Linked DNA regions of Mus musculus: region 1 is linked to region 2. A link is a contact called in public promoter capture Hi-C data. All regions are on one chromosome and are shown on one strand. The core of a region is the stretch at or near the end of the contact, and the rest is flanking DNA. Distances in the headings are between cores, read along the strand shown.

Evidence for each region. Capture Hi-C pulls out chosen DNA fragments and counts their contacts.
Region 1: a promoter capture Hi-C map of pancreatic islet shows a contact between it and region 2. A contact is called at or near these places in 1 of 130 datasets of targeted methods (pancreatic cancer cells) and 1 of 9 other capture datasets (pancreatic islet).

The regions. Positions count from the first base shown.
Region 1 is chr19:32,597,700-32,601,194 of GRCm38.p6, forward strand. It overlaps a transcript of Papss2 not described here. Among named protein-coding and RNA genes, the nearest start is that of Papss2, 21 kb to the right of the region's middle.
Region 2 is chr19:32,290,878-32,294,324 of GRCm38.p6, forward strand. All of the region lies in intron 2 of Sgms1 (sphingomyelin synthase 1), which reads right to left. Among named protein-coding and RNA genes, the nearest start is that of Sgms1, 96 kb to the right of the region's middle.

The DNA.
Region 1 (3,495 bases), core at 367-2,866, 310 kb after region 2:
TAACAGAGTGGCTTTGGATGCATGCAACATCTCTCAGACTGTCAGTACTAACTCAAACTGGGCTTTGACACTTACAGAACAGAGCACACCTCACCACACATGTGGCCTCTGGACTCATCAGTTACTTAAGAAGTGTGTCTTAACCAACCTGTACACACACACACACACACACACACACACACACACACACACACACACCCCAGAGCTCCCAGAGACTAAACCACTAGCCAAAGAGTAAACATGGAGGGACCTATGGCTCCAGCTGCATATGTAGCAGAGGATGGCCTAGTCAGTCATCAATGGGAGGAGAGGCCCTTGGTCCTGTGAAGGCTCAATGCCCCAATGTAGGGGAATGCCAGAACCAGGAAGCAGGAGTGGGTTGGTTAGTGAGCACGGGGAGGGGAGATAGGATAGGGGGTTTTCAGGGGGGAAACCAGAAAAGGGATAACATTTTAAATGTAAATAAAGAAAATATCTAATTAAAAAAAGAAAGTGAGTCTTGCCCATCTCAGAAGGCAGCCTAGGTAAGGGCTTTCTTCACAGGCTTGAAGAGACTGACTGTTGCTATGTTGCTATGCTGCTCTCTGCCTGGTTAACTCACCTAGCAGTCACTGCTTCAGATGCTGTGGGCCCCCTTCTGTGCCCAGTGGTGGTGAGTGTGAAACCCAGGCTAGAAGACAGGGGCTGACGACCCAAATAGTGACTTAACAAATTGTTGTCAACAACAATTTTTTTCTCTCTCTCTCAAGGTTTTGCCTATTGACTGGGTGAATACAGCCTTTCACATCACACCATTCTAGGACCAGTAAATCATAAAGTCTAAATGAAAGACTGCACCAGAATGATTCATCAGCTCTAGCGGGGGAAAGAACGTTCTTTTAATAGAGAGAGGTAGCACACACTTCTGTTAGCCATCTTTGCCATGGAGACCAAAGAAACAGCTGCTGGTCACATCTCTCTTCAACCCCTGACTTCACTCTCGTCCTGGCTCACCTGCAGCCTCATCCCCTGTATACACAGATACCTAGAAAAAGAAAGGCAGGCTGTCTGAGAGGCCAGCAAAGAAGGGAAGGCCAAGTCAGGGCTTCTTTCCCTGCGCTATTTCCTGGGTTAGCATTTTGAAGACCCACAGATTATGTCCTGGTGTTCTGGAGACAGCCCAACTTAAAAGCTATGACTGAGATAGATCAATCATTTCTGAAGGATGAAGTAAGTCGGTGTTGGGGATGCGTGGGAGGGGTCCTGAAGCTCCGAAGGCTCCCTGTGGCTACAGCAATGTTCTACATTTTCATTAGTCCAAAAATTCTGCCCAGTGGTACTTCACTTTCTTGGAAGAAGTTGTCTTTTAAACCACTGCCTAAGTCAAGACATGAATTAGTGGATGTAGCATCTCTAATGGTGGGGGAAAGCCAGCCCATGCTAGAGCTGTGCACTCAAATGCAGGGCTTCCCTCTCTTAGCCCACCGCACCTTTCACCTTGGAAAGTAACTGAACCTCATCCAGGTGAAAGGAAGTGCTGGTCGAGCACAATTTAACTTCAGGTCCATTGAGCAGGTAAAACGAATTCTCACGCTCTTCTGCACCTGCCTCAGGAAGTATCCTTCTCGCTTACTGTCTTCTCATGTGTAAAATGGGATAAGCGTGACTTAATCATCGTTAACATTTGAGACTCCCTCTTATTGTGTAGTCCAGGCTGGTCTCAAGCTCACAGTCTTCTTGCCTCTGCTTCCTGAATACTGGAATTACAGGCTCAAGCCACCTCCGTGGTTGACTCTGATTTTTATTATGATTACACCGTACTGTTGTGTTTGGCATAAGTAAGAAGAAAGCATGGGTTCCCGGGGGGTGGGGGTGTGTGGAGTAAATGGCAATTGACAGAATGTTTAATAAGAGAAAACAAACACAGAATTGTGGAAGCGACAGTTTGAATATTCACCAGGAAAGCATGAGTAGAAGATATGGGTTAATAATTAGTACAAACACACTTCAGTATCCTGAATGGTGTAGTGCTGATATTTCTGCTAGCACTGTGGTGAACGCAGGCTGTCCCTGAGTAACCAAATATTGGTCTAACTTTCCTCCACCCTTCCTATGCCTTTGACTCTTTCCAGATGAACCTTAAAAATCAATGTTTTCCAGTTCATGCTATGATCCCCAGTAACAGGCCTTCACAAAGGTAGAGATATTTACCCTTCAGGTAACATCCTTAAGTACGAACCAGCTTTGTCTTTCATCACCTTCCTGCTAATATGCATGGCTCTATGGTTTTCTTCAGGAGTGATTAGGCTTAGCTCAGCCAGGGAACCTTCCGGGAATAAGATTCAGAGGAAGGAACCAGCAATATCAACTTTAGTCCTAAGAGACTTCTGTTTATTTCAAAATCTGCCACTAAATGGTGATGGGTATTCATTAGGCTTTGTGTTTGGAAATCTTGGGAGAACTCAGAAAATAAAGGAAAATTAAGCTCCAATCCGATGGCAGGTCAGCAGACTTTTACTGTGACACCGCGACAGCATATGTGCTCAGCACATGCAACACTGCCCAGCACAGAGCAAGTGCCTAAGACGTGTAAAATGAATGACTGAATTCAGAATTACAAGAACTCAAAAACGTGTGGTTTTAATAGATTCCATACTTGACACTTTTTGTTCTTATATGTGTGTTTGCTTATTTTTGATCAGGGATTTCTCATTACTGCCTCCTAAGAAATAGTTACAGCTATGTTGCGACTGAGTGGCCTTTTTCAGGAAGGACTCACTTTTGGGTCTGGTTGCACTCCTCGTCTGGCCTCATTAAGCCATAACCTCATTGGTTTTTATTTTTTTTTAAATACCACCCAAGTGGTATGAATTTGAGTTTAAACCTAAGACCCTCCTTGTGGATACACTGTTTAAAACAGTTCCATCCACCCTAACTCACCTTCATACACCACAGTTACTGTCCTCAGAGGGCTAGAAGGTGGGCTTGCTCTGGCCCACCTTAGTTTTCAGGACATAGCTACTAGAAGGCCTGGGTACCAAGAGAAAAAGGGTCTTGTGTGTGCCCTATGCTTTGATTTCCCTTCTACTAATGAGGCTGCTGCAATCAGTTCAAATATATTCCTGTCGGCACACATGCCCCATAAGGATAAATGTGCCCCCCCCCACTTGCTCTTTGAGGTCCCACTTTGTTCTAGATTTCAGCCTGGTATTTTCTTTCCATATCAAACATTTTAAGTGATTATCAGGGAAGGCCAAGACATCACTGCAGGAGACATGGGCCCCTTGTCTTTTCTCAATTCCTATTAGCACTAACATGCCAAGTCCTACCTGTATCTTACCATGCCTGTCCGTCTTAAAAGAAACAAACAAAATGTTGCATTTTTATTTCTGTGTATATGTGTTGTTTCTGTGTGAATATATGCCACACGTATGTGCAGTGCAGAGGAGGGTGTCAGAGGCCCTGGAACTGGTGTTACAGGCAGTTGTGAGCTGCACACTGTAAGTGTTGGGAAGC
Region 2 (3,447 bases), core at 879-3,378:
CTCTCTGAATATCACATCTGAAGGTGCCAAGTTTAGTCTCATCCCAAAGCAATGCCTACTTTGTTCAATAAAAAGAAGTCACTCCATTCTCCTTGCAACTAATGTTTCACCTAGAGGAAAACATTTTAAGACCATCCAAGTATCATGACCTACCGCAAAATTCCCCTTTCCCACCCCTGTAATAATCTCGATACTTGAAAAACTGAAGCAGGGGGGGATCATGAGTTCAAAGCCAGCCTGGGATATACAGTAAGCTGCATAGGATGAAGGAAAAGACAGACGGGGTGGAATAAAAAGGACGAGGAGGAGAAAGAAGAGGAGAAGAAGGAGAAAAAAGAAGAGGGGGAGAAGGGGCAGGGGAGAGGTAAGAAGAAAACTTCCCAGGTGTCCATGATGCCTCCTTTACATGCCTTATATGTCCTGACAGCTGCAGCATCCTGACTGCAACATTCTTTCCACACTATTATTCATTCATTGTCAGCATTCTTCATCGTTTGTTCACTGGTGAAGTAGTTAGGGCTAGTACACACCCTGCTCTTCTTATGACAGATCCCTATGTCGCTCCTGTACTTTATTTACTCTGGTACTCAGACTTGGCCAGTGGGGGCTCCTTCAAGCCGTCAACTATATATTTTTGCCATATTTATTTTTTTCTCACTTTTATTCCTTTACTTTCTCACAATAAAAATGTTCTGGCCTTACCCTGCATATGTCCTGTCTCTGTTCTGGATGAGGTAATTTGTCCAAAGGGTCCTGGGGACTTTTCGGGGAATAACAGAGAGCAAGATTCAGAATGACTGGTTTCCAGTCAGTCTGCTTCACGTCGCTGATCTTCATTCTAAATATGAGCCACATGGCCCTTTCTGTTATAAAGTAGATAATTTGAGCGGGCTCATTTCCATTGTGGCAGCTAAATTATTGGTAGATCTTACCAACTGTTAATCAAGGGTCTACATTGGATTAAGATGGATCCATTTCAACTACATCCGTACTGCAAGCAAGCAGCCTTCCTCTGTGGTACTGCCCTTACCCCCTTGTCATGCAGCCGACACAACCTGTTGGCAGCATGGCTAACATGCTCAAACTTCCAAACTCTTGGTATCACAGCACCCTGCTTTCTTTCCTCTTTCTGTTCACTACCCGAGGCAGCTGCTCCCTGATCCTAGAGATCTCCAACCCCAGCACTTCTCTTCCCATTACATAGCTGTGCAAATTCCAGTCTCCACAGCCCTGAGCTTACAGATCTCTTATCTCCTTGCTGAGGCCCTAGGCTCTCCCTGTGTTAGTCATGTCTATTTTGGCAGAAAATAGGCACAGGCCAAACCCCAGGACAGGACAGCAGGCTCTTCTCGTGAGTCACAGTCTTGACTCCCTGACGGCCATTGCTAGCGGCCTCATGGATGGAGAGCTGTACTTTCTATGGAAATGTAAGATCACCTCTAGCTGCCTCTCACCGTTTCCATGCCTTTGGCATGAGGTAAGGCTGCGCTGGGAATGGTGAAGGATCAAACTCATTCAGCACATTTTAATAAAGTCTGTAAGCATTCCAAAGAAAGTCACTTTCTGGCACCGGCTCAGCTGTGCACCTGTTCATTTGTTCTGAAAACCCTCAGTATCCAAATCGCTCTCGAGGAGTGAAGCGATTCCAGATGAGATGACAAAGAAAAGCCTCTCTTCGTTCTAGGAAGCAGACACTCATTGCATGGCCATCCACCTCTCTGACAGCTGTATTTCCATGACTCTTTCTTCAAGTCACAGAAGGAAGGTCTCCAGCCAAAGTCAACGAAGCTAGTTGCTAGGAAACATATTTCCTGTTTATGTGTGCATATTTTGGAGCGACTCAGTTTCTGATGTACTTTCACTTTTCTGTTTTTACTTCTAACCACACCTATCTACAAAGAATTTAGAAGTAATCAAGAAAAAAGGAAAGAAAAATTGCAAACCCAGACACAAAGTTAACTGGAAGAAAATCAGAAGAAAAAAATATTTTTGTCACATGCTATAAGGAAAGAGAACTTTGCAATAGTAGGAAAACAGAGAAGTTGTCTTTCCCTGCCTAGGACAGATCCAAACTAACTGTGCACACGCGCACATACACACACACACACAGAGACAGACAGACAGACAGAGAACGAACCACAGCAGTGGATACCTAGCACTACTGTCTCCGCAGGCTTTTCTCCAAGTGAGAACTCCTCACTGCAGCCAATCTATTCCCTGCTCGGGCAGCCTGGTTTTTCTTTGGTTTTGCTTCAAATGGCCCAGAACTTAAAAAGCAAGTGTGATGGAGAGGTGCTGGCCTGCCCATCTTCTAGGACCCCTCAGAACACCTTCTCACAGGTCGCCCTGAATCTCCAGTGGAATCCTGTTTTTCCATGAGTCAGCATGGATCAGCTTGCACACTGATTCTTCCGTGGGTTCCCACCTCCCAGGAACTGAACGGGAGTCCTGTGGGTTGATCATTTCCACACCAGCTCTTTCTTTCATCGTTCTCACTTCCGGCCCCATCTCCTGTGAAGAACATTTTGCCTCTCTAGCAGAGCATCCTTCTTTCTGCTTTTCCTCTTAGCCAACCCGCTGGAGCATGACAACCCTGGGAAATATTTTGTGATCTCTATCTGAAGCAGGCTTGGTGTTCTCTCAGCACATGGCCACCTTTAAAATAAATAAAGGCAGAGCTGTGGTGTTCACTTGCACTGTGCTAAGCATGGATGAACACTCTGTCTCCAGGAGTTCTTTCAAGTGGATGCTGTTACCCTTAGCTCATTTCACAAATGACCACACAGGCAAGGAGTTACAACAGAATCCCAGCATCACAGGCAGCAAGTGGCAGAGCCACAGAGCTTCGATGCATTTCACTAGCAATGTGAAATATACTTAGCTGAAAATTCAACATGATAATGAGAGATACGAGGAAACAACCCAGAGCATCAATGGTGACCTCAGGTCATCACTGAAAGGACAGGAAGTGTCAGCTCACTGGAATCCTTCATCAGTGGCCAATACCCATAAACTAGGTTCACATTAATTCTCAGAATATAGGCCAAGATGTGCTACCATGATAGCCTCTCTATGGAGCGCCCTTCTTTCTGCTTTTCCTCTTTGTAACCTGCTGGAGCATGACAACCCTGGGAGACACTTTGTGATCACTATCTAAGGCGGGCTTGGTGCTAGGAGAGATGAGCAATTTCTAAAACACAGAAATATATACATGAATCAAAGGAGAAAACAAGGCAGTGAAAATTGAAGATCTGAAATTCACACAGAAAATTTAATCTAGGAGAAAAACAGAAAACACACAACAAGGAAACCCCATTAATGTTTTAAGTATGCTCTGCTCTAAAAAGCTATAGACAGAATTTTTCAAACCCTCGGCCACAGGGAAAATGACAAAGCCCCCCAGTCCCCAGGCTGAAGTTTAGAGGGAGCCAAGGCCTTCTTCCAGTC